Linked DNA regions of Mus musculus: all the other regions are linked to region 2. The links are chromatin contacts, called in public Hi-C, HiChIP or PLAC-seq and promoter capture Hi-C maps. All regions are on one chromosome and are shown on one strand. The core of a region is the stretch at or near the end of the contact, and the rest is flanking DNA. Distances in the headings are between cores, read along the strand shown. Region 1 overlaps Kif26b (kinesin family member 26B). Region 2 holds the start of Kif26b (kinesin family member 26B). Region 3 overlaps Kif26b (kinesin family member 26B). Region 4 overlaps Kif26b (kinesin family member 26B). Region 5 overlaps Kif26b (kinesin family member 26B).

Evidence for each region. Promoter capture Hi-C pulls out the DNA fragments that hold promoters and counts their contacts. A called contact is a pair of places that touch in the nucleus more often than the background predicts. HiChIP or PLAC-seq counts read pairs in DNA pulled down with a chosen protein or histone mark.
Region 1: a contact with region 2 is called in a Hi-C map of cerebellar granule neurons, with 4 times the contacts expected there. The contact joins the enhancer-like site here to the promoter of Kif26b in region 2. A contact is called at or near these places in 14 of 39 promoter capture datasets (the 3T3-L1 cell line, 3T3-L1-derived adipocytes, the HPC-7 cell line and 9 more), 1 of 15 datasets of contacts at CTCF or cohesin (the NIH/3T3 cell line), 32 of 484 Hi-C or Micro-C datasets (the G1E-ER4 cell line, cerebellar granule neurons, cerebellum and 11 more), 18 of 115 datasets of contacts at active chromatin or transcription factors (bone marrow-derived macrophages, cardiomyocytes, craniofacial prominence and 10 more) and 3 of 9 other capture datasets (adipose tissue, embryonic stem cells and liver).
Region 3: an H3K4me3 HiChIP or PLAC-seq map of embryonic limb bud shows a contact between it and region 2, with 5 times the contacts expected there. The contact joins the enhancer-like site here to the promoter of Kif26b in region 2. A contact is called at or near these places in 17 of 39 promoter capture datasets (the 3T3-L1 cell line, 3T3-L1-derived adipocytes, the HPC-7 cell line and 10 more), 2 of 15 datasets of contacts at CTCF or cohesin (hippocampal excitatory neurons and stem cell-derived epiblast-like cells), 25 of 484 Hi-C or Micro-C datasets (the HL-1 cell line, the MC3T3-E1 cell line, Sertoli cells and 13 more), 18 of 115 datasets of contacts at active chromatin or transcription factors (SST interneurons, VIP interneurons, bone marrow-derived macrophages and 12 more) and 3 of 9 other capture datasets (adipose tissue, embryonic stem cells and pancreatic islet).
Region 4: a promoter capture Hi-C map of maxillary cranial neural crest shows a contact between it and region 2, with 5 times the contacts expected there. The contact joins the enhancer-like site here to the promoter of Kif26b in region 2. A contact is called at or near these places in 16 of 39 promoter capture datasets (the 3T3-L1 cell line, 3T3-L1-derived adipocytes, the HPC-7 cell line and 11 more), 7 of 484 Hi-C or Micro-C datasets (embryonic fibroblasts, embryonic limb bud, gonadal supporting cells and 4 more), 12 of 115 datasets of contacts at active chromatin or transcription factors (PVALB interneurons, bone marrow-derived macrophages, cardiomyocytes and 6 more) and 1 of 9 other capture datasets (adipose tissue).
Region 5: an H3K4me3 HiChIP or PLAC-seq map of embryonic limb bud shows a contact between it and region 2, with 4 times the contacts expected there. The contact joins the enhancer-like site here to the promoter of Kif26b in region 2. A contact is called at or near these places in 7 of 39 promoter capture datasets (3T3-L1-derived adipocytes, the HPC-7 cell line, embryonic stem cells and 4 more), 11 of 484 Hi-C or Micro-C datasets (the G1E-ER4 cell line, the HL-1 cell line, cortical neurons and 3 more), 16 of 115 datasets of contacts at active chromatin or transcription factors (bone marrow-derived macrophages, cardiomyocytes, craniofacial prominence and 8 more) and 3 of 9 other capture datasets (adipose tissue, embryonic stem cells and pancreatic islet).

Annotation. Positions count from the first base shown.
Region 1 is chr1:178,744,300-178,750,306 of GRCm38.p6, forward strand. The region is part of intron 4 of Kif26b (kinesin family member 26B); the gene reads left to right. It also overlaps the pseudogene Gm34176. Among named protein-coding and RNA genes, the nearest start is that of Gm46249, 29 kb to the right of the region's middle. Within about 2 kb of position 3,437, at least 7 of the 459 cell types and tissues checked have an H3K27ac peak or open chromatin away from gene starts, as enhancers often do. A contact at or near this core is called in cerebellar granule neurons, cerebellum and hippocampal neurons, where this site is marked.
Region 2 is chr1:178,525,774-178,531,783 of GRCm38.p6, forward strand. Kif26b (kinesin family member 26B) reads left to right here and starts at 3,352. Exons shown (of 15, transcript NM_001161665.1): 1 at 3,352-3,852; 2 at 4,616-5,017. The coding sequence starts at 3,790.
Region 3 is chr1:178,697,436-178,703,415 of GRCm38.p6, forward strand. All of the region lies in intron 3 of Kif26b (kinesin family member 26B), which reads left to right. Among named protein-coding and RNA genes, the nearest start is that of Gm24405, 64 kb to the left of the region's middle. Within about 2 kb of position 2,861, at least 3 of the 459 cell types and tissues checked have an H3K27ac peak or open chromatin away from gene starts, as enhancers often do. A contact at or near this core is called in embryonic limb bud, where this site is marked.
Region 4 is chr1:178,662,277-178,668,275 of GRCm38.p6, forward strand. All of the region lies in intron 2 of Kif26b (kinesin family member 26B), which reads left to right. Among named protein-coding and RNA genes, the nearest start is that of Gm24405, 28 kb to the left of the region's middle. Within about 2 kb of position 2,550, at least 11 of the 459 cell types and tissues checked have an H3K27ac peak or open chromatin away from gene starts, as enhancers often do. A contact at or near this core is called in bone marrow-derived macrophages, where this site is marked.
Region 5 is chr1:178,725,375-178,730,948 of GRCm38.p6, forward strand. All of the region lies in intron 4 of Kif26b (kinesin family member 26B), which reads left to right. Among named protein-coding and RNA genes, the nearest start is that of Gm46249, 48 kb to the right of the region's middle. Within about 2 kb of position 3,122, at least 4 of the 459 cell types and tissues checked have an H3K27ac peak or open chromatin away from gene starts, as enhancers often do. A contact at or near this core is called in embryonic limb bud, where this site is marked.

The DNA.
Region 1 (6,007 bases), core at 2,187-4,686, 220 kb after region 2:
TTAGTTTTCCTCTCAACAGTTCTCGCATCTGTGTTTGAGCATCTAGGGAAGTGAAGCTGAAGAAGTGGAAATCAAACCCGGCTGGGGTTTGGCCTCACCTGCCCCTCCCCAGTGCATTCCTGCTTCTCACTGCACGTTGACTTCCGTGAACAGGGAAGAGAAGGGCACAAGCTGGCCCAGAAAGTCTCCTTCCTTTGTTTCCCTCTGAGGTGCTCAAAAGCATCAATAACAGTGTGGGAAAGCCCTGGCTGAACAGAACTTCGCAGGTCCCCCTTGATACCTTCCACTGGGAGCCTCCACACAATGCCTTAGAAAGCGCTCTGTCAGCCAACTGCTGCTTCAGGCAAGCGTGGAGGTAGCCTCTGAGGAGTCCTCGGTGGGAAAGACCTGCCCTGCCCCAGAAACTGCCCTAGTTCTCAGCCAGCAGGCTCCTCTGCAGGAGAGAAGCACCCCTCAGGTTTTGATTTCCTTTTCCCTCTCCCTTCTGTCCTTAGGACCAGGGAAACTCTCAGCGGGGCTTGGCTTTCTAACAAGCATCAATGCCTAGGTAGCTCACGTTCCCTTGGTAGAGACAAAGTCTCTGCGTTAGGAGTTGCTTAGCTGTGCCTTCCATTTGAGGTTAAGAAAAAAAGAGATGCTGGATATTTAGATCTGTCTACTTGTTTCTGTTATCTTGAGCTGAGGCTGGCCTCCGACTCATTATGTAACCCAGGCTGGCCTTAGATTTTTGTTTTTTGTTTTTTAATACTTATGCTTCCACTTCCCAAGAGCTGGCGTTACACGTGCAGTTCTTGTCAATCAGCCTGCTGCCATGGAGCCTTTTGTCACCCGGCTGCCCTAGGCTGGCTCCAGATCATATTTACACTAATATCCTACCTCTCAATAGTGCCTGTTGGTTGATTTTAATTGAGTAGAATTAGTCCTGAGCCATTGGTTGATTTTAATTGAATAGAATTAGTCCTGAGCCATCGAGATAAGAAGACCATAGGACATCAGCATTTACAGTTGCAGCACGAGCAAATGCTTGAAGTGTGGTACCCAGAGGAGACTTTTCTCTATACGGGAGAGAAGCCTGGCTGGATACAGAGGGCGGTGGAGAGGACAGATATTGTTTACAAAACAGTGTTCAGCATATGAGTTAAATAGACCCCAGGAGTGAAGCAGAGAGTGTATATTGTCCAGAATACTGTAGTTAGGCAGACCTATCCCAACAGGACCCAACAGCCTGCAAGCCTTGGTATGTTTCTCTGGGCTTCCTTTAGCTTACAATGGCCCACTTGGGGTGACAGCCACCCAGTGCTGGTGTGATCTTCACTTCCCATCTCTGTAAGGGACTTGAGCACCTGTGGAGTGGGAGTATCCAGGGAGTTCTGGGAACCCGTGGTGGGTGTGTGGGCGGGTGACAGCATACATCGTTTACAGCATCCAGTTTACCCGAGCAGAATATTCTCAGCTGATGTTTTTTGTTTTTTTCTTGAATGTTTGCCCATGTCATTTTATATGAACGGAAAAACAAACCCAAACGAGCCTCTGGTTATCCCATTACATCATAACATCTTATTTAATGACTACCCTGTTGTATATTTAAGTGACTCGCTATGATAAAGCTCTTTCTCTGAGTATCCTTGCATGAGAAGTCCCATGCATGTCCCTGTTTGCTGTCTTCACCTGTAAGTCTAGCAGGAAAATCTTTGGGGCTGCTGCTATTGTTAAGCTGTTTGGGGCAGAGGGCCACACTCTGCCCGGGTGCTGAGTACTCAGTCCCCTGGATTTGTACCAAGACTGAGTGTTACCTTTGCCCTTTGATAGCTTAAAATTGTATAACGTTTGAAAATTCCCCCACGTTTCCTTTGGTTAGTGGTTTCTGCTAAAGTTTTTTGTTTCTTTTCTTTCATACTCTTCTTGGAGTATTTGGGGGGTTTTCCTAGTTTCTAAAGAACTCCATTATGTTATTTTTAAAGTATGAACTGAGTTACCCAAAATATTTTAATTTTTAATGAAACTGCAGTGGCCAAGCTCCTTTTATAATATAACCCCATTATCGTTTCCCAACCCTGGCATGGGGCTGTGCACACTCAGGGGACTACATAAATGCTTTTAAATGAGAGAACGATCCATTATCTAAATATGCCATTGATGTACAGGGTTGGTTCGTAAAGTAACACGAGAATTTTTTTCTTGACCATTAGGAATTATAATAAGGAAAACTTTTATAATGAATTGCTCTAGGGAGGGAAGCTGCAAGGTAAACAGCGTGTCATATCTGTGGCCTCAGACTGCAGCTCATCACAGAGGACAGATGTTCTCAACCAAAGCAAAAGTAGGCACTGACTGTGCCCGACACTCCTGCAACCTCACAACCCAGATGGCTGAGGCAGGGAGATCATGATTCTGAGGTTGGGGCCGCAGACTGAGATTCCACATCAAAACAGACAAGGAAACAACAACAAAACCAATAGTACAGCTCAGATGCTTTTTCAAGTCAAGCAGTAGTTTATACATACAAACTGTGACTAGAAGAAGAAAGCTTAGAAGTCATAAGGTCCCCACTCATCAATCATTTCCTAAGGAAATAAGACAGCAGTATGGTTGAGGCCTCTGCAGACCTTGTTCATCTCTCTCCTCTTCCCCTCCAGAAGTGCTCGGTTTAAACACCCGGCATACATGTTTCTCTAAGCAACGTGAAACATTGTGTCACAGTTTTAGAGTTTTGACAAATGTTACCATCCATGTTTCTGTTGCAACATTACTTCCTCAGCGTTATGCTTCTGGGATTGAAGCATCTTAATAAAGTGGGGCTGATCTATTCTGTGGAAATACCACAACTTATTTATCCTCCCTCTTCACCATCATCCCAATATTTTGTGTTTGTGCACACTGTTGGGAATGTGTGTCCATCACCTCCCCTTGTGCGCATGTGCAAGCTTTCAAAGGTAGTGATGAGGTTGCTCCAACATAGAGATGTCTGCCTTCTCCTTTTCTAGAAGCTGCCAAATTGCTTTTTGTGGTTTAAGGTAATACAGAAATACTTGCATTTTCCCCGAGGAAGTCTTGCAAAAATTAGGCCAGTTATTATTTTTGAGTGCTGGAGGGCCAGAACTGCTCCAAGGATGAACACGCATTCCAGTCTGCATCTTTTCTGCTTTGGGAAACAGATAAAAATACTGAGGATCTTGCCCAGGCTTAATAGCAAGGGGCAGAAACCTAGTCAACTGTCCTCAAACCCATCTCTTAGCAGCAGTCCAAGCTCCAGGTGGTAGCAAGAGACCAGCTATACTATATTTAAAATGACATGAAGATAGCAGCCAAAGACTCTAAGGGGGCAGGGGGGTGGGGTGGGGAAAGGCAGGATGAGCCTTGGGCAGGTACTGCTGTTCCAGGGTGTGGAAGAACAAGCAGATGGTGACTGAATTTATTCAGCATCCACTAATGAGTCTGACCAAAAGTCCGTTCCAGGCTCCATATGCTCCGAATTCAGTTCCATCCTTTCCTGCCTGCTTCACTGTAGAGGTTCGTTGCTCATATCTTCATGCACTTTAAAGTTCCTTTTAACCTAGGACAGGCGACTTGCCACAGAAAGGTCAAATAAATTTTTTAGAAGCAATAACGGATGCAACTTGTACATGTGAATTTTAATTGCAACACTCTAATCCCCATTCCAAGTGCCAAACTTTCAGGATTAATTTGTTGCATGTGTTGGTAACAGGGCACTCAGTCTTCGGAGCGGATTCATTGCCCGAGGGCCCTCATTTGCTAATGAGTAATTGTTGCAATTTTCAGAGAAAATGCTACTGGTACAATCATGTTTGAGCATTCATCAAATATGACGTGAGCCCAGTTAGGAGAAACGTTAGCGTCCTTAGCCTGCAAATAAAAGCCAAGCATTCATTTCCAGCATGGTAATTTCCCTAGGCTGGTCACCTCCATTATCATTCGGAACAACCGGTGAACTGTAGGTAGTACCTGCGGGTAGGAGCAGGTTTTAGCACTGTTAAGTCTGTAGTCTTGTTCCATTGTATCTTGTCACTCAGGCCCATTTTGGAAGTAGGCAGGGGTGGAAGAGGAAGCCACTTCGGTAGGAATGCATCTCTGTGTGCACACATCACAGACAGCAATGACATGCTAATTACAGCTTTAGACGGAGCATTTCCTCTTTCTGCATTTTGTTTGCAAACACCCAATTATTTCCATCCTGCGGTCTGGAGAAGAGGAAAAAAAAAAGGAAAGCAAATCCAAGGGAGTTGATCAGTAGTTTCTGCAAGGCTCGCTGCCTACCTATCTCCTCTGTTGTGGCTTTTCTTCCCGACAGGTTGGAATTTGAACTCTGCTTGCTTCCCAATTTAGTTATTCTTTTAGATCCATTTATTATTACTATTGTTATGATGATGATGATGATGATAATGAGTGTGTGTGTGTGTGTGTGTGTGTGTGTGTGTGTGTGTGTGTTTACCTGCATGTATATAAGCATACCCTGTGCATGCAGTGCCCACAGAGGCCAGATGAGGGCACCAAATCTTCTGGAACTTTCTTTACAGTTATGAACTGCCCTGTGGGTGCTGGGACCCAATCCTGTGCTCTCTGCAAGAGCATCTAGTGCTTTTAACTCCTGAGTCGTGTCTCTGCCCCCTAGTTATCTTTTTACTCCTACTTGTCTGTGGACCAGTGGTTGAGATTCTACATCTATATCAAGGAGTTCAGCCTTGTCTATTGTAGGACATAGAAATAGCACCTTGTGCCTGTCCAGACTGCACGGAACTGATGTCCCATGCACTTGTGGCATGTTCCTGCACAAGGCACTGCTGCTTCCTCTGGGACCACATAGGCTATGCAACATTGTGGAACCTGGACATATAGAATCTTGGGATGGACCAGTCAATGAATGGGAGCATTGTGGTTACCTGAGCTGGAAGAAGAGCTGAGTTCGTAAGTCAAAACAAAACTATGTTCTAGAGCAGCAGAAATAAAAAAATATGTTTGAAGAGTGGAATAAAAATCTCATACTGGCGAGGATAAGCCTGTTCTTTTGGTGAAACCACATTTGCCTGTTTTTGCTTTTGTTTCCTGTGATTGGAGGGTCTTGTAAATTAGTTGGACTGATAGCCCAGACAAACCTGCAGTGCCAGCAACTTGGAAGGACTGAGGAATGATTTCTGTGAGTTCAAGGTCAACCTGGTTTACAGAATGAGTTTGAGGCCAGCCAGGGCTACAGAGCAAGATCTGAAAAATAAAACAACAATGGCTCCCCCAACAAAAGACCCAAAAAGAAAAGACGAAAGCTAATAATAGACAAACTAATAAAACAAGATATTTAAAATAGTGCCTACACTGGAGTCTTTGAGAGTTTCCCATGTGTTTCTTTCATGAGTTTCTGAGTTTGAGGGGTTTTTTTGTTCATTTTTTTTTTATTCTATTTTCCCTGGTTCTGGGGTTGAACCTAGAGACTCATACATGGGCTCAGCCCCTGAGCTCGGTCACAGCTCATCAGCTCTTAGATTTAGGTTTTCGGGTGGGTTGTTTTTGCACAGTGAACTTGATTTGCTCGCTGTGCTCCACACAGAAAGGCCCAGCTTCCCCAGCACTGTTTTCGGAACAGGCTGTCCCCTCTCCCGTGTGTGTCTTGGCACCTCTGTTAGGAATCAGTTGGCTGTAGATGCTGGGTACCTGTCAGCGGATGAATAGAGAAAGAAAGCGTGGCTCTCTATGCACAATGCAGTGCCATCCAACCATAAAGAATAATACAATCCTGTCGGTTTTGGCAAGGCAGGTGGAGCTGGGGAACACTGTGTTAAGTAAAACGGGACAAACAAAACGACAGGCACCCCTGCATCCCATCTCATACCCAGAGCAGCTAGTGTTGGCCTGAGCATCAAGCAGTGGGTAGAGTGGTCAAAAGGAGCTTTGATTTCTTCAGCCATGTGGTATTTATGAAATGAAATAACCACACTAGACTCCCATCATGTGTGCACTTAACACATTTTAATCAAAAAGGACATAAGATCAAAAACAA
Region 2 (6,010 bases), core at 2,102-4,601:
ACTCCCAAGAAAGAAAAATGTAAAGAGAAGATCTTCAAAGCACCCAGGGAAAAAAGGAACACATACCAGACCAAGGAACACCCATGACGACGACAGGTCACCTCTACCCAGGTCGAAGGCAGAGAAGTCGTTCTAAAAACACTAAAAGTACCACTGAGAATTCTACATCCAGTTAATCGAGTCCTTAAATGGAGAGGCAAGGTAGATAAGCAAATCTGAGAGTATTTGTTGCAGCAAGGAGAGGCTGGAGAGATGGGTCCTCTTGCAGAGGACCTGGGTTCAGTTCCCAGCACCCACATGACAGCTCACAATCTGCAGCTCCAGATCTGGTAACCATCTTCTGGCCTCTGCAGGCACCCGCTGTGCACATGGCACTCCCCCCCCCCCCCCGTCTCTCTCTCACACACACACACCCTGGCAAAAACACTTATAAAATAAACACAAATAAATCAGAAAGAAAGAAAGAAAGAAAGAAGGAAAGGAAGGAAGGAAGACAGGCAGCCAGGCAGGTAGGCTAAAGGGAGTTCTCCAGGCTGAAAGAAAAGAATTTAGCTGGAATTTTGGTTCTCCAGGAGGAGAAAAATCCAGACTTGCAACAAACAAACAAACAAACAAACAATCCAAAACCAACCAACCAACCAACCAAACAACCAACCAACCAAACAAACAAAAAACCTGGGTAAATACATGAACAGAACCATATTTTCATAGTTCTATGGGAAGACAGATTGTTTAACACATAATTTAAACAATCATATTGAGGATTTTTTTAATGTGTAGATTTAAACCATTAGCTCAAAGGACAGAGGTAAAATAGACTTGGGACTGCCAAAAGTGTACATTTTAATGAAGTCTGCCATGCTACTTCTGAACAGCCCAGGCTAAGTCAAAGATTCATATGAGAGTCATTAGAGCTAGGGGCTCAGTCAAAGGACCAGAGAATATGAAAACATTATTCAATTAAAAAGAAAGGCAAGTGGGGGGGGGCGTGTAAGACAGCAAAATAGGAAACAGACCCATGCAAACAGTAACAGGAAACCCCAAACCATGTTAAGCCAAACACAAAAGATATTCGGATTCTCTAGACCAAAAATAAATAAATAAATAAATAAAAATAAAAAATCAAGATCAGTCAAAAGTGAACTGTGGTGATGGAGGCCGGAACAGTAACTGCTAATTGTTAATGTGGGGTGGGACTGCTGGGAAGGGGGGGGGCGGGTCAGTGAGAAGAATTTACACCTTAATTTGGGGACTATATTAGATTGTATATATATATATATATTAGATTGTGTATGTATATATATTATATATATATTATATATATTAGATTGTATATATATATTAGATTGTATATATATATTGTATATATATACATATATAGATATATTCGTGTATGTATTTATTTATAGAAACTCATGGAATTTTACACTTAAATTTTATGCATTTCACTGTATGTAGATTTTACATCAACTCTCTTGAGGAGCCGCCATCTATAAAATTTCACCAACAGAGGGCGCTCCGAGCCCATCAAACGCCGGGGACCGAAGATATTTTGAGATGCACATCAGATCTCAGGGCTCATCATTCTTCAGGACGAATCGTGCAGCTCCGCAATGGCTCTCCCTTCGACACCCCACCTTTCCCACTTCGGGCTTCACGGGCTCGTCCATTTCACCTGGCCACATGCTGCTTTGAGGCTGATAAGCCGCGCGTAGCTAATGGCGACGATATTTTCCGCGGCACCTAGGCAGAATACAGATGCGGCTGCAGTTGGGCTGCCTGGAGGCTACCAGTCCCCCTAAGGTCTTCGGCAGATATGATCGCGTTGAAATTGGAAGTAGGAACGTAATGGAAACTTCCACAGTGTTCTCAACATCTTCATTTTGACCTTCTCGCCTCGCTTTAGAGGCTATGAAATATCCGGGGTGCACCAGCTGCAGAGGGCGCTGGGCGGGGATGGCGATGCCCGGGAGGCGCCGAAGGTTCACACAGGAAGACAGGAGGGGGGGGCGTTGCCCCGGGTTCTAGCACCCCAATTGTTGTATTCTGCCCCCTCCTTTCTCTTGCATATGTTGAAGGAAGACAGCGACTAGGGAAGCCCGAAATGTCCTCCTGCCCCCGCCTAGCCCCAGGCCAGGTCTTTCCGGGGTACCCAGATGCCATTACACCACACGTGATCTCCGCGCCCGGCTGGTCCCGCAGGAGGCGTCTCGTGGGGTGTTAATTAAAGGTCACAACAAAATAGACCTGCCGGCTCACCAGAAGAAATGTCCTCCCGGGAAATGAAAAATGACACCCCGGAGCAGCCACGTGTGGAGCCCGGCGTACGCCGGCTTCCTGCGCTCCTGGGCGCTGCGCCGGGCGGGGGACGGGAATCAGACAGCGGGCGACAGCTGGGTGCTCTGGAGATCCCACAGGTCCGGGTGCTGGCAGGCAACCGTGCAAAGGGGCAAGGGGACGATCCCAGTCCCCGAGGTCGATCAGCTCGCGCCACACCCCCTCTCCAGGCCCGCGCAGTCCTTCCGCGCGCGTTCGGCGCGACCAATCCCTCAGTTTCCCCAGCCTGGCAGCTACAGGCTGGGTCTCGGGCTCACCTGTGCAGGTCTCGGGAGGTTTTCCCTTCATTAACAGGGGCTTGGGCCCGTGGGCGGGCGCGGGAAGGGGGGCTCAAGGCTCCCGGTGCTCAAATCGGGGTCCAGGGGAGGAGGGTCCCCTGGCCCGCTGGGGCTAGGAGGGCGAATCAAGACAAGGTTTGCCAGGCAGGTCTGGGAGAACAAAGGGCGGGGGGGTTGGTCCCGGCCTGTTTGCGGACTTGTTTGTGACTCAATCCGTTTGCACGGCTTTTCAAAGGCAGACCTGCACGCCTTGCCAGGAAGAGACCAGCTCTCGGGGAGGGGGGCGGGGAGGCCTGGGTGCTGCGTTTCAGCGCAGCTCGGCCGACTCCGAGCTACAGGCTCGCGCGCTGGATAGCACCGGAGCCCGGGGCTGTGGGCCCCTCGCCAGCAACTTCCCCGCCCGGAGCCAGATTTACGACCCCACCCCCGCCCCGGCTGCGCCTGGCGATGCCAGGCCCAAGCGCCGCGCCGTAAATGGATCGCGGCAGGCGAGGCGGCGGCGGCGGCCCGGCGGGCTCCGAGGCGGCGGGGCTGAGGTTCCCTAGGCTCCGCGCTGCTCCCGGACGGACACACGCGTCCTGACCGCGGGCTGCTCTCCGGCCGCGTACAGCCGCCCTCTCCTTGCCCTGCGCGCAACTGTCAGGAGAAAACGGGACGGCGCATATTGGCTCGGCGACACGCCGTGGCTCCTCCCCGAGTCTGGATCCTTATATTTTGGGAGAATTTCTTTGAACTCAGTTAGCGAGCTCGGGGAAGGAGGCAAGTTCCCACCGCCGGCTCGGCTCGGCGAGGGCTCGCCCACCTTCCCTGCAGCCTCCCTGCGTCCTCGCCGCCGTCCTCCTCCGTTTCGGCCCCGCTAGAGGAGAACGCGCGCTGGCCGGGTGGAGGAAAATGCTAGCGATCTGGATGTGACCGCGAAGAGAGGACGCGTGGCTGGAGGAGGCAGAGAGATGAGAAGACCCATTATTTGAGAACCACCAGCCGTTCCAACCTTTCCTGCAAATTGGTGCTATTACTTCTGGGGTCCATTTGCTTTCATTCTTCCCAACCCCCCATTAAGAAATCTTGACTTGAGGACCAACCCCTACCACGAGGGGGGACGCGTCTGGGTTGGCAGACCTTTTGGATGTAGCCTTGTGGGAACATTTAGACCCTTTCCTCTGGAAGAGCCACCATGAATTCGGTAGCCGGAAATAAAGAGAGGCTTGCGGTCTCCACCAGGGGCAAGAAATACGGGGTAAGTTGTGGCGGTGTCCACGAGGAGATGCGTTTCCAGGGACTCATCTGAGTGGGTGTCCTCTGCTTCCCGGGAGCCGGCGGCGGATGCAGGGTCCCCAGCTCTCGGGTGCACCGGCGTCCCCACGGCCGGCGGGGTCGTGCGTGCATGGAGGCGGGTCTGCAGCTCGCCTGGCTACGGGAATGTCTTCAGCCCTTGGTTCCTCCCTTTCCTCACACCCTTAACTTTTGCAGTATTTCGGGACTTGCAGACAGAGTTAAGCCGAGGGGGAGCATTTCCCAGGAATTCCTCTGCTCTTCCCTCGGATCGCTGCCCTGGAGCGGGGAGCCCGTTTGCTTTACCTGCAGGACCTGGGGTGGGGGCTGTTCCCCGAATGAGTAAACATCCAGAAGTCACAGTCACCCACCCTGCGATAGGGTGTTCTAGGACTGTGTACCTAGGCCCTTGCTGGGGTGGGTACCGGGTTTGAAAGAGTAGGGCGCTGGATTTCTGGGTGTTCTCGCAGAAGCTGCAGGATATCCACACCCCGCAAGCTCTTGTGCTGACCCCAGGAGGAATGGAGGGGGACCTGCGTGCGGGTCACTCTGGCGAGGGTGGGTGGGACAGGACTTCCTTAAGGATTGGTCACTTGAAGGATGGAGATAGATGGAGGGCAGGTTTGCATCAGTGCGGGCAGGACGGCGACCCCCCCCCCCCACCAGCCCTCCGCCGCACGGGGGACTGATGGCTCTACAGGGCCTGACGCCGCGCGTCTCTCCGGCAGGTGAACGAAATGTGCTCGCCCACCAAGCCCTCAGCGCCCTGCTCTCCTGAGAGCTGGTACCGCAAGGCTTACGAGGAGTCGCGCGCCGGCAGCCGGCCCACCCCGGAGGGAGCAGGCTCTGCGCTGGGCTCATCGGGCACCCCGTCCCCGGGCTCGGGCACCTCGTCCCCGAGCTCCTTCACCGGCTCTCCGGGACCTGCATCTCCGGGCATTGGTACCAGCTCGCCCGGCTCTCTGGGCGGCTCACCCGGCTTCGGCACCGGCTCCCCTGGCTCGGGCAGCGGCGGCGGCTCCTCCCCCGGCTCCGACCGCGGCGTCTGGTGCGAGAACTGTAACGCCCGCTTGGTGGAGCTGAAGAGGCAGGCTCTCAAGCTGCTGCTGCCGGGACCCCTCCCGGGAAAGGTGAGCTACTGCGGGGTGCTCTGCGGGAAGATGCGCCCCACCTTAGGATGCTGCCTCGAGGCGCCCGGGTGTAAGGCCCCTAGCTGAGCACCCGGCTTCGCGGCGCCAGGGGATGCCCCCAGTGGGTTAGCCATACAGGTTCTCCCTACCCTGTCTGCAGCAGCATGCCAAAGGGGGCACTAACAGCCAGCTGCTGCGAGTTCCAGGTTCCAATGGCTTATTTGTGGCTCTACCTTCCCTGCATCACAGAAACATATTTTCCAAAGCCAGCATTTCTCTCTTAACACTCCATGTGTCTAAGTGAGGAAGATTAAGAGGTGGCCCGCTGTAAGAGCTGAGCTACATCCTGACCTGCTCCTGGGCTTATTTAATAAGCACATTGGTTCCTCCATAGCAACCCCGTCTGCGTGGTTTGACCGGCCTGGAGCCCCCAGAGCGGAACACAATGCAGTTGTATTTGCACAGTTGGGTCCAAGTACTATCACATGATAATATTTACTCATCCACTTCAAAGAGTTTTTATCAGTGGTTCGAGAAAAACATCAAGAAAACCGCATTACTGGGGGGGAGGTTGCTGACACTGCTCAATGACATTTTCTGGTTTATTTTTTTGTGACTTTTGAAATGAAATATTGTGATTCCGAATAGCAGGGCTTAGGAGTAGCCACATCTGCTTGCCTCTTCTGCTTATCCATGCACACACATGGATGTTTTGTATACCAGGCTTCAATTACACAGACAGCCATAGACTGCTGTAAAATTTAAAACGGGAAAAGTCGCTCCCGGGAGAATTGGTTTTATAAATCTAGAACTTAATCTCGAGAATAATTAACTCTGGGTTATTGTCAATTTGGCATTTTTGTCGTTCCTTCATTAATCTTCCAGGACACCGCAAGAGTAAATCTCAGGGCCAGGATCCTCTCTCAGCCTTACACTGTCTTGATTTAACACCTTTCCCCAAACACAGACCTAGTTTCTTTTTTTCCATTAATA
Region 3 (5,980 bases), core at 1,611-4,110, 170 kb after region 2:
CAGTACCTAGGTTGTCTTAGTACTAGTGCCTCCATTTCCTGAGTGCTGGGGTTTACAGGTGTGCACCATCAAACTCAGATACATTTGTGCAAGGTGCTTTCTTTTGTGTGTGAGGAGCTCTGGGTGTGCAGTTTTCTGTGCTTATGGTTATTTGATGCATGGGATCCTTCATGTTTGCCTATTGCAAAACTGACCACTGTCAGGGCTTCCTTACTCCAAAAGGAGAAAAAAAAACCATTTTGACAATCTTTGTTTTGTATCGAGACAACACATCTTGTGAATCCAGCAGCAGATGTATTTATTTGAGGCTCCTCTCTCGGCATTGTTTTGCTTCTGATGCGTCAAGGGCAGTAACTTGTATGATAATCGGGCATTTCTATGCAGGCAGTGCTTTAGCCAGCTCAATCAAAAGGGACATTCAGCAGGTCTGGTCCCTGCCGTTCTGACAACCGGCTTTAACATGCACCAACATGCATTATTAATTACAAAAGCACATCAATAAAAACACTCGCAAGATACAATGCACATTAGAATTATCGAGGTGATTTTTAGATGGATGGTGATGCTCAGGCCCAAGAAGCCGATTAAACCACCAAAGGTTTTACTAATAAAAGCCAGAGCCGTGGCGCCAACTGTCCCTAACTTTCCCACTGGATTTCCTTGCTTTCAAAGCTCCCTTCATGAATGGCTTCCTCAGTGTCTAAGGATCAGAGATGTGCTGGGAGACTGACACAAGCTGACATTTTTTTTTAAAGGTTGCAGAAATCCATGGCATAAGTTCTTTGAAGAGAGAGTAAAATGTAAGAATAGGTTCTCATTTTACAAGAGCACTATTTTCTGTGAAAGGGACTTCAGTGTGGGCTGTGTTTGCAAGGCCACAGGGGTCTGGAAGGCTGGTGGAGGGCCAGGGTGGTGACGCTTTCTAATCTACTTCTGGTCTTTTAGGGTTCACCTCATCTTTGCTTATTGATCCCTGGCTAGAGAAGGAAGTGCACAAAACAAAACTTTTTTTTTTTTTAGAAAGTCTTGGAATTTTAGTGATTTCTGGTCTCGAAGTGTCGTAATCTCACAGGTTTTTTAATTATTATTATTAGATATTTTCTTTATATACATTTCAAATTTCAAATGCTATCGTTTTAACCTAAGTGAGTTCTGCTCCCAGTGTATAAAGTCATCAGATGGGGCCTATGCTGAGGAAGAACTCGGTGGTAGAGCACTCGTCTGGCACTTGCTTATTGGCATTTTTATTAGCTGTAAACAGTGATGTCTTTAAAAGCATTCTTCCTTTAGGTTTCATCATTGTATCTTTATTTGCATGAGGGTTTTGCCTGTGTGTTTGTCCCTGTATCTATCACGTGTGTGCCTGGTGCCTGTGGAGGTCAGAAGGGGGTGTCAGATCATTTGGAACTGAAGTTATGGGTGGCTTGGTGCACCATGGGAGAGCTGAGAAACAAGCCCAGGTCCTCTGTAAGAATGAGCTCTCCGCGACCAAGCCATTGCTTCTGTTCCATGAATCTTAGATATGTGATGTTCAGTATGGTGGCCAATAGCCATATGTAGTTACTGACATCTGAAGTGGGGCTGGCTAGTCAAAAGGGCTCTGTGCCATAAGTGATGACCACTTTTCAGGTTTCAGAGACTTACTCCCTGGAAAAGTTTTATTGGTTTTGCTTTTAAATATGATTATAATATTGAATGTACATTGGATATCATGGGTGAGAGATAAGGTCACTGAAGTGAATTTCATCTCTTCCTTTGTGCTTTTAAATCTGGTTACTGCTGTCCAACAGAGCAGCAAATGCATTTGTGGTACCTCTGTCTTTCTGTTGGAGAGCTCCACTCTAGGACAAAGGAACATTTAATGCAGAAGAAGTTTGTACCGCACAGTTTTGACTGAAGGATGGACAGGACAGCTAGCGACCGATTTTGATGGTTGTTGGATTCTGGTTCCATTAAGGCCCCCTTAATCAAACTTCTTGTCAATTTACCCCTAATCTTTGATTGGAAGGATCACTGAATATGTTTTATTTGCCTAAAACAGCACATTTGTGACAGATGTGTAGCCTGGTCTTCCTGTTGGTCCTCTAACAAGTGGAGTGAGGGCTGCCTCTGACTCTGTTGCCTGCCATTAGGTCCTCCTTTCTTTAATCGACTGCCTGGTAGGGCCTCAGTGGGAAAGAATGTGCTTAGTCCTGCTGGGACTTAATATCCCAGGGTGGTATGGTACCCAAGGGGGCATACCCTCCTCTGAGAAGGGGAGGGGATTTTTAAGGGTGGGACTGGGGCTGCGATCAGAGGTAAAGTGAAAACATAAATTAATTAATGAAAAAAATAATAAAAATCAGGACAACTCCATCTTCATTTCAAAACTGACTTACTTTTAATAGCATTTGTGCAAAAACATTCTATTTACGTGGATGGGAGGCCTGATTCACAGAGTTCTTAGGAGGCTAACGAATTGTGAAAATTATCCAGAAACTTGTGAAAGAACCTGTCTGGTCCCATGGAGAGGCATGCAGGGGGACTTAAGGGCCCTTAGAAGTCTCAGACCAGCTATCTGCCTCTGTGTTCACACCTTCCTTCCAATAAATGAAGCCATTGGGGAAGATAAAATATTTATTCCTAAGTGTCTATAACTGAATTTATGACTATAACTTGCTGGATATTATTGCCTGTGTAAACCCATGTAACTGTGCACGTAAAACATGTTTTTATTAGTTCCTACATAAAAATTTTATGATAATGGTGAACAAAGGAGCAATTTAGTTTAGCAGAGTTTGTTCTTATTACTCTGGCTTCCAATAGACTAGCTACAGTGCAAACAGCAGCAGTCTGCAGGGGAGAGGGGCGGAGCTCGCTGGGCTCATGCTCCTGGCAGTGGGCTGGGAAGGTGGGGAGGCCTCAGAGGGGTGAGGATGGGGAGGGTAGCCATTAAATCTCTGCAGGTTGTTGTTGGGCAGCCCCACTCCTCATTCGTAGCTGTGCAGCATTCAGATTTGGCCTCTGAAAAGGCTTCATAACTGCCACTGAAAGAACTCCCACATACTGTATTTCAACCAGAGAATTACAGAGAGAAAAGGGTTCAAGTGGCTTATTGTGGGTCATCTCCCACTCTGGGATTTAAACAAAGCGCACACAGAACAAAGTTCCTTTAGCTCTGGTGCCTTCATCTGAGTCTCCCCTGTCTGCAGGACTTGGCAGGCTTTCTGGACGGAGAGCCCACGCCTCTCATTCCCACTACCGTCCTTTCATGCTTGACCCCTCGAATGTGGCAAAGGATCCCTGTGGTGACCTGGATTGGAGGGAGGTTCCTCTAGAATTTGAAAATAAAGCATCCTCCATAAACACAGCCAGTTCCTTCCTAATGACGAGTTGAAAATCGCTCGTGCATAATCTAGGTGAACACAGTTCCTGCACTGACATTTAGGGACAGGATTTGACATGTGAAAATGGACTTGGTAATAGCAAGATGTATTTTAAATTGCATGAACTTCGGAATGAAAGACAAAGGATTATTGTAGGCATATAATGCTGCAGGCTACCCTAGAAATGGACGGAGAAACTGGGCCAGCGTGGTGCGTGCTGAGTTCATTGTGGGATAAGCTCTCTCTGAAGCATTAAGTTGAAGGACAGCCCAGTCCCTAGAGACTGTGATGGGCTAGACTCTAGACATCGGAAGTTCTTAAACGTTGGAACTCTCATGGTCAAGATCTAGAGATGCAGCTTAGTCAGTAGGGTGCTTGCCTAGAATGTAGAGACCCTTGTATTCAGTACCCAGCATCACAAAGCATGGTGGTGACACACACCTGCAATCCAAGCACATGGATGCTAGAGGCAGGATTATCAGAGATTAAGGGCTATTTGGGGATGTGTGTGTGTGTGTGTGTGTGTGTGTGAGAGAGAGAGAGAGAGAGAGAGAGAGAGAGAGAGAGAGACAGCCAGTAAGTACACACCTTGCTCACAAGCATGAGGACCTGAGTTTGTCCCCCTAGAACTTACATTAGAAACAAAACCAGTCTATCAGGTTGTACACTTGAAATCCCAGTTCTGGATAGGCCGAGGCAGGCAGAACCCTAGGGCTTGCCTGCCTGCCTGCCAGTCTAACTTACTTGGTAAGCTCCAGGCCCGTGAGAGACCCTATCTCAAACAAACCTACAAAAGCAAAGTGGGTGGCTCCTGAGGAGTGACATCCAAGGCTGTCCTCTGTTTCTATATGCATGTCCACAACTCTCATGTATACAAGCTTGCATGTGTACACAAGCAAACGCATACACACAAGACAACACTGTCAACTCACAGTTGAGGAGCACCTGGTTCATCTCCCTATTTTGGTAGGTGCAAGTAGCATCGTTGTAGACAGATGGCTACATGTCCTGTTCTCAGAAGTATATAGAGAGGGCAGCGATTCTCAAGCATCCTAATGCTGTGATCCTTTAATATAGTTCCTCATGTTGTGGTGACCCCAAACACAAAATTATTTTTATTGCTACTTCATAACTGTAATTTTGCTTCTGTTATAAACCATAATGTAAATACCTGTTTTCCAATGGTCTTGGTGACCCTGGTGAAAGGGGGTTGAGCATCACTGTTGTGCGGGGAGAGTCTACATCACCTGCACAGTAATTGAGAGACTGGGTTTCCTTGAAGAGCTAGTCTATTAGGTCCTTTACTCTCTATGTTCCCATAGTAGACCTGTTTACTGACTCTCAGATGTGTCTTTGTGTATTTTAGATATATTTCTTAGTGTCCATTTCCCCTTGTCAAGGACTTATGTCCTGCACAAAGAATATCTTAGGTATGCTCATGTGTGTGCATGTATAGATGTGTACGTGTGTGTGCATCATGTGCATGCACCTCTTTGCTTTGATTTCATTTTTTTTTTTTGCTGTAGTCAAAACTTGCTAAATCTTTAACTATAAAATGGACACACCTGTTGATTTATTCTTGCCCAATTTCTGTGATTCTGTTAGTGATAAGCCTTCTAGAAATTTAAACAGCTCAGTTTTCAATTCTTTTGTCAAGAAGACTGTTTAAGGTAATAAAGCTTACTCCACTAGGTTCATGGACATGACCTTCCAAAGTGAAGAAATTGCTGTCCACTGGGGAAAGGTTACTACAAGTGGGAGTATCTTTGTCTGTTCTGAAAATCGTAGCTTTTGGCACGGGTTTCTTTCTGAGATGGCCTGGTTGATTCCAGGCCTTGGATGTAGGAACTGAGACCTATTTGTATGATTACCCCACATATATGGAAACAGCACAGCCTCTACAATTGCTTTCTGTTGAGGATACGGTCATGGTTTGTAGGTTGGCATGGGAGTGAGATGATAGGTTTAGTTGAGATATTGTTGCTCTCTTAGAAAAGATTATTAAAGAAATAACTGTTTGGGGTCAACTCCAGCAAGACTGAGTTTCAAATGCAGTGTAGTCTTTTAACTGAGGCGCGGATGAATAGCTTTTCAAGTGTGTATGAAAGGCAAGAATCCCTAAAGATCAGCTGTTTTAAATAGCACACTCCAGGGACCCAAGGCTTATAACAAAAGGGTAGATATGGCAGAGATGAACCCCCAGGTCCAGCTCTGAGAATCAAGTGTGCTGGCTGGGCTCCCTGAGGTGTTGGGGAATGCCAATCTTGTTGGCTCTGGTTGGTTAGCTAGGGGAGTCTAGTTAGATATGGCCACAATGTCAGTTGGTGTTGACTCTGACCCACATACAAGTGGAAAACACAGCTGAGCTTGGGAAAAACCATAGTATACAAAATACGACAAAAAAAGTTACGTCTTCAATGAACAGGGGCGAAATCTGAGCAGAACTCTCTAACGAAAAATCCGGGACACTAGATGGAATATTACAGCCATGATGGAAAAAGCAGAGTATTTAAAAATACAACAAGATTAGACACATTTCTAGTCCTGGCTTACCACACAGAAAACCTCTTTGATAATTTTATGTGGACAGGAGAATTTGACATATTAGATAAATT
Region 4 (5,999 bases), core at 1,300-3,799, 140 kb after region 2:
TTGATCTTCGACCTTTTTCTCTGCCCTCACTCCATGTGACCCAACCCCCTTTCATAATTTTAGTACTTTTATCATTGACTTCCTCAACTATGCCTCCATTCCAAATTTCATCCCTGAATTTGACTTAATAGCTTATTGGTCCATTTGTGCTGCTATAATGTAAATCACAATCCTGGTGACTTATAAGCAACAAGTTCATGTTTTCAGAGGTCTGAGGACTGGGGAATTGAAGATCAAGGCAGATTTTATCCTGTTTTTATATGTCATCTCCTCCCTGTGTCCTCCCATGCTGGAAGGGTGTGGGAGCTCTCTGGGGCCTCTGTTATAGTCCTCGTGCCCTTGGGTCCTGGCCACTTTGCAAAGGTCCAAGAGCATAGTGATCATCTGAATGTCAACTGAATGGATTTGGGGGGCATTTGTTGGACGACAGCAGTCCCACTGAGCTCTTCTCCGCCATTTTCCTCTTTATTTGTTCCACTGTAGCCAGGCTGGCTTTTTGCTGCTCCTAAGCACAATGGCTGTCTCAGGCCAGAGCCTTGGAATGTACCTACTTCTTTGCCTGGCCCTCTTCTTCAAAGAGCTGGTTGTAGCTCACAGCAACTCCTTTCAGGTCTCCCTTCACAGAGAGGCCGCCTGTGCCCCTCACTCTGATTCCAAAAGCCCCCTTTCCTCTGCCTGCCTTATTGTTTCCCATGTTTCATGTGGGCTGGGCCACCTCCGATCATTTACTCCATGTTAGCATGGCTAGGCATTGCTTATTTGACCCATTACTGTTTCTAGGGGTTCAATACATTAATTTCCATAGTATCCCATGCTTTTATCACCACAGGAATGCATAGCTGTATGCTTCCAAAACTCCATGAGCTGAGTTAGGTTTAAATGTTTTTTTCTTTGATTGTAAATTTATTCCCATTTAGAGACTGAATAAAATAATGAATATGTAAGCGAATCATATTTCCTCCCTTATTAAGTTTTCAGACACATATAAATGTGCCTAAACCTGTAATAAAAGATTCCAGAAGATTTTATAACATGTTTTTTAGTTGATGGTGGTTATAAATAGGAATGGTTTAAATAACATTAACAAGTTATGGTCTGGCTAAAGGGCCATCATATTTCGAAGAGGAAAACATCAATAATCTTACTTTACTACTTTCCCAAACCTTTGAAATACATAGAACTCATTAATGTTGAAGCATTTAATAGAAGCAAAAGAAAACAACAAAAATCCACTGTGATAGTAACTGCCAAGAGTTTAAAGGTTTTTTTTAATAATGCCTCAACAATATTGGATTAATGAATTAGCTTCTCAGAAAAAAGGCTGGACTCAGTTAACATAAATTGGGTTCTACTATTTGCAGAAGCAGCAACTAAAATTCTGCTTGTAAATAATACTAGGGAAAGATCTGGAATGAATCAAGCCGCTGTCACAGCTGGGCTGTGTTTTCAGCTCTCAAACACAGGAGAATTAATATTGACTATAACTGTATTTGAAGCTCAAAGAACACAAAAAAATGAAGTCCTTTGAGAATAAGCTTTTGTACAAATTCAGCAGGGAACCACATGAGAAAGCACTTTCCAGAGACAGACTCCCAAAGGCTTTGTCTAGGAACAGTTTTAAAGTCTTGTGGGACACCTCTTGGCCCTGCCATTGTGAGTAGACAGTCCTGAGTACAGTTTGTATATAATTGCCACAGTCTTTTCCCTAAAGATAGGGGATTCAGGCAGTGCTTGTGAAGTCAGCTGGCCTGGTGCTGCTGGGTTGGTGGACACAATAAGTTCTGGTCAAGGGCAGCTCAGCAGGTCCAGAGCTATGTACTGTCTGTCTGTCTGGGAACAGTCCCAGGACTGCAGAGTCCTTGAATGTAAGCTCTTGCCAGGCTGAAGCTTTTCTTTGTGGAGGCAGTTCCTGGAGAGTCCCAACCATCTCCGGATAGACAAGGCCAAGAAGCACAGAGAAGTGGACCTTTAGGTGGCTGCATGGCTCTCAGGAGACACCGTAGCCCACTCTGAAGCACACCCTGTTTCAGACCGTAGAGACTGCCAGTAATCTCTAAGAATGGGGTGGTAATACTCTCAGGCCTACCACTTTCCTGTCCAACGTGCACTTTCCCAAACCATCAAGGCCCAAACAAGGCTTCACAGAGCTTTCTTCCAGATGCAAATGTCCTGGTGCACTGTGGATGTTCTATTGTTCTGCACCCTGAGGGCTGCTCAGGCTTGCTTCTCAGAACCACTCAGGGCTGGGCTCTGGGAAAAACTGCTGGTTAGGCAGGCCTCTTGTTTAATGGGAACATCTCTTCTAGTCTGCAGCCAGAGCATTCATGGTTCAGTTCTTCCTAGATGCAGAGACTCTGGGCAACCATCTCTAAGTCATCTATTCTCTTGGCTTGCCTCTGAAGTGGCTTCTAGCAGACAGTTGGATGGCAGGAGACTGTTGGTTTTTTTTTTTTTTTTTTTTTTCTGGAAAGTTCCATTCGTCTGCCCGGCCACCTCAGCAGTAAGAGGAAGTGGCAAGGAAGTGACTTGTCACAAGTGTTTTGTGACTGTGGGCACAGTATTCTAATGTGGGTGCTAATAAAGACCAGGCAGATCATGAGCTGTGGTAGTCTTTGTCTGTTTTGACCCATCTGTGTGGTACTTAGCTGAAAGCTTGCCTCTGGCCAGACATGGGGTCAGCAAATGGAGAGGGACATTGTACCAGGCTTGGCACTTGCATCTTGGCCCTTCATACTTGAATGCTTACTTGGGTGGTCTCTTTGCTGTTCTATGTCACCTCTTCTGATACGTAGGCCTTGAACCATTAGCTGCAAGCTGAGCCATGCACCATCAGGCCTGGCTTACATCCCAGCTGTGCTTTTTTGAATATTAAGCACAGGAAAATCTTAGCATCTGTAAGAATGGCATGCTGTGTTTGCAGGGCCCATCATACAGTACTTTTGTGTCTGTGATCTATTCCATCTTCATGTAAATGCCCAGGGAAGAGGAGTCTACTTGCCTGTTTGATAAGGAAATTCAGACCTGAAGAACTGAGTGAGGCAGATGCTGGGAAGGTAGTTCAGTAGGTAAAGTGCTTGCTGCAGGAGGCTCAGGGCTAGGCTTCAGAGCCTTAGAAACCCATGTAAATGCTGGGTGTGTCTAGTGGCCTGCATGTGATTCCAGCCTCAGAAGACAAAGACAGAATTCCCTGGACAAACTGGCCATGGTGACGTTGTTGAGCTCTAGATTTGAGTGAGAGACTGCCTCGATGGCTAGAAATTAAGAGCAATTGAGGGTGATTCCTGACAGCAACCTCAGGCTTCCACATTCATGCCCACACACATGTACACATGAATGCCCACACACATGTACACATGAATGCCCACACACATGTACATATGCATGCCCACACACATGTACACATGCATGCCCACACATTCATGTGTGCACGTATATGTGCGCACGTGAGCGTGTGTACACACACACACACACACATTTGAAAAATGATAAAGAAAGATTGAATGACTTACCACAGTGATCAAACTGGAAAATAGCAAAGCTTAAGCCTTAAACTAAAACCTAGGTGTTCAGAATGAAGTCCAGAGCTATTTACTGAGTCCCCACATGCAGAGGGCAGACTGCTTTCTCTCTGGAATCTTTAATTGTAGTGTGTTTTGTAATATCCATAAACTTTAGAACTGCGTTAGCTTTGTGACATGGACCAAAGGAATGCACAAGTCGACACTAAACAAGCGAGGAATGACCGACGCTGTTGAATGAAGAGGTGTGAGTGAACGTGCAAGATGAATGACTAGAGAACTCGACAAAGCTTTACTTGCCCTCATATTGGAAAGCTCTGCACTGTAAAATGCTACTGTACAGTTTAGGACTGTGACCACGTGCAGCATGTCACACCTAAGCTTTTCCTCTCTTCTGATAGATGGTGAATGTGAACAGACGGAGTCAGGGTCACACCAAGGGTGTTGATAAATCCACAAGCAAAAGTCAAAATCAAGACCTATTTAAGAAGGTCTTGTCTGGTATGATCTCCCCCCCCCCCCTTTACAGTTCCCTAGAACATACTCAGGGCAGAGTTTTGTGCTAGATTTTTGGTTTGGATTTTTCGCCAGACTACGTGAATCACGATAAACATTTTACGGCCCTCCCTTTTCAAGATCAAGCTGGAAGTGTGACAGAGGCAGGCTTGGAAGAAGACTGAGTTTTCTTCCTGTGTTTGAAAATCTTAATTTTCAGCCAGACCTTTTCCCAAAAGCTTATTGTGGAAGGAAGGAGGATCGCTGAGTCTCGGGAATTTGATTGGTGGAATGCAGGAATAAAGAAATGACAGGTATCAGACATTTGGAAATCTGGAATTGAGTGGGCTGTGCTTGCTTTGATGGGTGGCACCTATTACACAACCCAGTTTCTCAAGTCGTTCATTACATACAGCACACACGGAGGAGGGGCTAAGCTAGTCTCAGCGGGAGGTCTTTGTAGGGGATCAGTCTCAGGCTGCAGTCATCCATCCATCCATCCAGGAGGAGGAAGCTGTGGTTGCTAGCTTTTGCACACATTGTTCAGTTGTTCATTAATCCTAGCACTTGGACCAGAAGGTGGCTTTGCCATTTCCATGGATCTGAGACATTGGGGTCGTTGCCCATGTCCGTGTCAGCAATACACTTGGGACTTCATCTTCTCCCCACAGAGGGTAAGGAGTGACCTCTAGATTTATGTAGTCCTTCTTCCTCAAATAAGTGTGCATGAGTTTGGTGATGGAGGACCTCAGAAGTAGGTTTAGAGAAGTTGTTGGTTCTAGTACAGGCATCTTGTGCCAGGTTTTGATGGGATGTTCTAACTGCGGTTCCAGGGTATGCTAAGCCATTTCTAGTGTATCAAGGATGGAGATACTAACATGCAATGAGGGCTAGGGATGGGTGAATGGGTAAGGTGGTTTCTAGTAACCATGTAAAAGCTGGGTGCAATAGCATAGTCTATAATCACTGCCTGTGGGGAAGCAGAGGCAGACAGATCTCTGGAGCTCATTGGCCAGCCAGGCCAGCCAAATAAATGAGCATTGGGTTTAGTGAGACCCTTTCTCAAAACACAAAGCAGAAAGGTGCTGAGGAGGGTACCACTGGTCCCTACATGCACGCAACACTTGCTCATATAATCATAGTATATAACACACGCACACACACACACACACACACACACACACACACACACACACACGTATTGTTCAGCTCTGGCCTCTAAGGCTCTCTAAGGGTCTCCTCCAGCCTTGGGCATTTAGGTCAGAGTCTGTGATTTCCCTCAAACAAAGCAAAGCCAGCACAGGCCTGGTAAATGGTCTGAGCTACGTAAATGTGGGTTTGTTATTTTGAAAGAACAAAGAAATTCTTGGTGTCTTCTGTCACCAAATTACATCTTCAGATGACTTTGTCTTCTTGTGGCACTGCTTTTCTTTCTCCAGAAGGGAAACTGCACAGTTACCATGATGGGAAGTCTGGCCAGAGGTTTGAAATTATCTTATAGACAAAGCCACCTCCGTTGTCCCCGTTGTTACCCTGGGCAAGAGACAAATGTAAATAACAGACTCCAGAAGCCGTCCTTGAAGCTATGTACCAAATCCACATTTTTAAGTGACCAAGAACTGGGACTCCAAGTCCTTTCCACTGCACGCTTGCCTAGAAACAGCTGGTGGCTCTCTGAGCCACGACACTGTCATCAGGAAGGGAACTGTCTATAATGCCAGTGAGAGGGAAGAATAGGGGCTGGGACGAGTGTCCAGGATGTGACTTCTACCAGCGTGTGGGGCTTATAGTAGTCTGAGGGTTGTCATACACCCTCCAAACCCAGCTTCACTGCCAGCTTCCGCTGGAGCAGAGCATTAAGGGAATGAGCCATGTAGAGTTTAGTGTTTTATGTCCAAGGAAAATCAAGGACAGAAACCTAGGCTGTGTGTCTGGGTATAAAATACCTGGCCTCCTTTACCTTGCAAGAGACTTTCCTCCACTGAG
Region 5 (5,574 bases), core at 1,872-4,371, 200 kb after region 2:
AACAACAACAACAACAAAATCTCAAACCTAATTTATGTGGGCCTAAGCCCTCGACTGTGGGAAAGACTAGCGCTATTGATAGAGGTAACCCAGATGGTTAGGCAGGTAGATGCTTTCTGTTGTAGGTTTCTACATTGTAGGTTGCTACTTCTGATAAGTGCACATCATTTTTTTAAGCAACAGGATTGGGTGGAATGCCCCATTGGACCTCTTTCCATGGTACCTGATCTCTTTGTTCATGAAGCACACTGGAATTTGGAAGAGAGGATTTCATGAGCCTAGACATAATAGCCCGTGTCATTTTCTTGGCATACTCCAGACCCAGAGCCCACCCAGGCTATGGTCTGTCCCTTCCAAAGCCCAGCAGAGGAAAGAAAGGGCCTTGGCAGGGACAAGGGAAGGACTTGTCCCCAGACCTGTGTTGAAAGGAGATTATCAGCATGAGGCGAGCCCCTGTGGATAAAAGAAAATGATGCAGTATAAGCCATCGCTCAGAAGCCAGCTCTGGCCTTTTAGATACTTCAGAAAAATAAATGTGGTTCATTTTTCTCAAATAAATTTTCATACATTATTATAGCTGTCTCTCTGGTGCTCAACCTGAAGTGGCAAGGTAGTATTTATGGGAAAAAGCAAACTGTTTTGAAACCTGATTATTCAGAATTTTACAGTTATTGTCTAGGTTTAAGAGAAAACTTCAGTTGCTATATCAATACCATGAACACCTGGGTGTTTACAGTTCTCATTTTTACCACTGAAGAGCTCCAAGAATCAGGCTGGATGCTGGGAGAGGACTTGATGACAGAGACTCAGGGATTTCCTTGTGTCTAAGAGTCTCAGCTGGCTGTGTCCAGCCTGGCTGTGGGGCCCTCCTTCTCCTCTCTGCTGCTGTTACCCTGCCCCAAGCATTTTCCTCAAAGGCCTTTCAGGAGCTCATGAGAAGACCCATACCACATGCATACACACACACACACACACACACACACACACACACACACACACACACACACTTTTTCCTACTTAACTTTCTTATATAAAACTTCATATTTCTCATGAGCTAATTAACGTCTGTGGCAATATCTGAGAGTTTCCACTGACTACTGAGCCCTAGTATTTGCCCACAGTGTGGTCTAGTTTGTCAAGTCGGGGTGGGATGGGGTCTAGGGGGTGTGTAATGACTTGGGAGCAGCTCCTAGACAAGACTGGCAGGGACCAGTTGACATAAAGCCACTTCTTTGTTCCATATCTGGAATAACACTGGTAAAAGGTCCTTCCACCACTTAGATTTTCTAAGTAGACTGACGGACAAGTGATACCAGTTGTCAATCCCAGGGATGTTTCCAAGGGAACCCTGTGTAAGATCCTGAGAGTATCTATCATCCATCCACTCATCTATCCACCCATCTATCCAACCATCCATCCATCTGTCCACCCATCCATCCATTCATCCATCTATTCATCATCCATATATCTACCTATCCATCCATCTGTCCATTCATCCAGTCATCCTTTACCCATCTATCCAGCATCTATTATTGGTAGGACACACGGTACTATCCTAGATACTTAAGAAACCAAAACAGAACTAGGACAGCCAATTCCATTAAGGAGATCTCAGCCCAATAAGAACAGCTAGAAACAACATACACAATTAGGACAGAGTATACAGAAACATTTGCTATTGCCTTACCTAAGCCTTTGGTGTGCTTAGAAGTTAAAAGTGTCTTCCCATAACTCACTTTTGTCGAAAATGATCTTCTTCCTTTATTCGCTTACTAGCCTGATGCCCAAATCCCTTTCCTGAATAGCTCATTCCATCTTTACATGCTCCATTTCTAGGGAGAGGCCTGAGCTCCTGGCAGCCTCAAACAGAGTATCTGGGGAGTGCACCTCGGGGTGGCGATGGTGTATGCCATGGAGGTTGCCAGCTTCCTCCCCTGTCCACTGGTGAAGTCCATCCTTCACCTCAGAAGCAGTGTCTCCTGAGCACTGTGGAGCACATCTACATAACCACTGCACCCGAGGCTTCAGGCCTCCTTCCAGACCCTGCTTCTTTAAACCTAGTTCTTTTGCTCAACTGTGTCCTTTTGGTGGTTTCTAGTTCCTTTGTGTCCTTTTGGTGGTTTCTAGTTCCTTTGTTTTCTGTGTCCACTGAAGACTAACCCTCCTGGCCAGAGATTGTTCTTCCTCCCTGCAGGGTGACCAGGGCTGATCCCTTCAAATAGTACCAATCCCTCGATTGGCAGCAGTGCCACTAAGGGGGGGGGCCATGTTACCTGGGGACACAGACATCTGTTAACAGTCTCAGAGAAGTGCCTGTCCACAGCAGCCTTTCCTCTGTAGAGGCATGGTGGACTTCTGTAGTGGTAGAAGCTACAGGGCTGGAGTTAGGTGTGGCTTAGTAATAGAGGACTTGATTAGCTAGTGCAAAGCCCTGGGTTCTATCCCCAGCTCAGCAAAATACTACTACTTATTAGTAAAGTTGAGCTCTGGCTCTGTGCTAAACCTTGACCTATCGTGTCCAAAGCCTTGATATCCAGCTCTGTAAATTGTATGTTCTTGTCATTATTATTATTTTTTTTTGTGCTGGTAGACATCCTGGAGTCAGTCCCAAGCTGCCAAGTTTCAGAAGGAAGCACACAGCGTTTGCTGTGCTCTATCACTCCCCTATTGAAGCCTGAGGAGGCCACTCCTGACTTTATTTCTTAGAAGTCACTCTGGCTGTTGAGGTGACACCTGCTGGTCCTCAGGTAGAATTTATCTCAGACCCTCTGGGCTTAACCAGTCTTCTAGACCTCATTCCTCACATCCTCTCCTTGACAGTGGTAGCCCAACCCTCAAGCCGTTTGAGTAAGTTGTGTATCTCCTATTGCACACTCCTTGAGATGATGAGCGTTTGGTTTTGGCTTTTATAGTAGAGACAGAGAGCATAAGACTAGATGCCATGCCTCTTTCTGCCTCTCTGTGGTACCGACTGCCAACCGCAGTCCCAGATACCTGTTGTGGATTTACTACTTTGCATGTTCTCTGTTTCCGTTCAACATAGGCCATGAAGAGGCCTGATTTATGGAGCTATGTGGTTGAGGGTGGGAGCAGGGAAGCAAAGGGCTGTTCCAGCTGCAGTAAATTTAAGCATCACTGGTATTTCTTTACACATCTGGAGGGGTTCCTGGCGAGTGAGTGTATTGCCACAGGAGCTCATAAATTAAAAATAACAAGACTATTTCCTTTACACCTGGAGCTTCAAAATTACCACCCGTTATATTCTGTGATGGCCCTTTCACAAAAGAGGCATTGAGGGCGACAGCCTAAACATGGTCTCTGGCCATAGCTCTAAATACAAGTAACTATTCACTCCAGGTCTTTTGACCTTTGCTTTAAAAAAAAATTACTGGAAGATAAGGAAAGTCATTACATGAAGCATAGACTGGGAATTTAATCTGCTTTTTTTGTCCATCTCTCTCCCTCCTTCCTCTTTTATGATGTTTCATCCTTCTCCATTTTTGCTCAGGAGTTTTACACAAAATTTAAAACAGGTCTAAGAGCAGCAGAGACAAAGCCATCCATCCAGGGACTTCCTTCTTCATTCTCTGTTATAAGCCATAAGTTCCACTCTGTTTGCAGATGATACGAGCCCGGTGGGCTGGTGGTGGCACTTTGATTGGCACCTGTGTACCAGAGCTGATCTTAGAGAACTCCTGTTTCCTCCCCTTCCTAGGGGATTCTCTGTCTCCTGGGTCAGCTGTGCTCTGCTCTGCCCTAGAGCACAAAACTGAGATGGTCCGCAGGACACAGAAACAACTTTATTTTTACTTTTTCATCTTGTCCTTTTAGAACTATGTTGACATTTTTGGGAAAATGCACAAAGGGTGGGAGGCTATGCTTTTAGGCAAGGCTTTTAAGTATGTTATAGCAGAAGCAATCAGACTGGATTTTACCACCATGCCACCAACAGCATTGACTGGAGAGACACAGTGGTGTACGCTAAGATATGCATGGATGTTGATAGAGAATAAGTCATAAAAATCAAAACCTGGAAGCCTTGCAAATGTTCTCTGACAGATAAGTAAATAAGCAAAACATGAGATGTTTTATACAGCAGGATACCCTTCAAATGTTCAGACTGTTGCTACTTGTGATAATTTACGTGGATCTCAGAATAATCATGTGACTGAAAATAAACCAGGCTCCCTGCTAAAACCAGAACACTCCTCATCATGTGATTTCATCTGTTATAGAATTATAAACAACATAAACTAATTTAGTGACACAAAGTGCTTTTGGGTATGGTAGTCACTTCTCTAACCTCAGTGCTGAGGAGCCGAGAGACCCCGGCCAGGCCATCTAGCCAAAACAGTGAGCTCCAAGTTCAATGAGAGATCCTGCTCAAGAAACAAAGTGAAGAGCCAGAGAGGGGGTAATGCTGGCATCAACCTCTGGCCTTTACATGTGTAGACATGCACACACACACACACACACACACACACACACACACACACACACACTGAAAAGTATTTGAGAAGGTGAGAAAATTGTCTTAGAGTGAACAAAGTTTGGGACAAACGGTCATTTCCTTAGGAAGGAAAGCATAAATACCAAGAATCCCACGGAAGGCACGGAATTGGCTCAACCACACAGCCCCAAACAATTAAGGGGGAAAGCTCCAAACTTGGAGTTATATTTTTCCAGGAAATAAAAAAATCATCACTCGGGAGACAGATTTCTGAGTTCAAGGCTGGCCTGGTCTACAGAGTGAGTTCCAGGACAGCCAGGGCTATACAGAGAAACCCTGTCTCAAAAAAACCAAATAAATAAATAAATAAATAAATAAATAAATAAATAAAATCAGGGCTGAATAGTCTGGGAGAAATGAGTAGAAGAGATTACATAAGAGAGGAGAAACAGCTAAGGCAAAATGTGTGTGTGTGTGTGTGTGTGTGTGTGTGTGTGCACATTCACATGCGCATGCGTACACATTTTTGTCTAGACAGAGGCCATGCATGCTCTTGTGGGATAGCCCTGTGTTTGTGGATACATGTAAAGTCAGTGGATGACCTCAGCTATTTTTTCACATGAGCCTTCTGCCTTTTGTTTGAGACAAGGATGCTCATCAGCTGGAACTCTGCCAAGCTGTCTAGCTGGCTGGCCAGCACACTATTACAAGCGTGTACTACCTGTCTACCTTTATACCTGGGTTCTGGGGGATCCTTAGGCAAGTAATTGACTGACTGAGCATTTCCCCATCTCTAATCATTCTTTTGAGGTGATTGCCCCTGAGATATTTCCCAACTGAGGAGATGAACTAAAGACGGAGTCACTAGAATTTCATTTGATAGTTATGATCTGCAAGCTTTGTTGGACATTATCATGGAGAGTATTGGAAACAGAGTAAAGCAGAAAAGTATCATCTTACCTTTGCACAAAATAAAATTTAAACCTGGGAGATTGTGGTGGTTTGAATGGGAATGGCCCTATAGGGTCATGTGTTTGAATGCTTGGTTGATGGAACTGTTTGAGAAGGATTAAGGGGTGTGACCTTATTGGAGAAGATGTGCCACTGGGGCAGGGTTTGAGGTC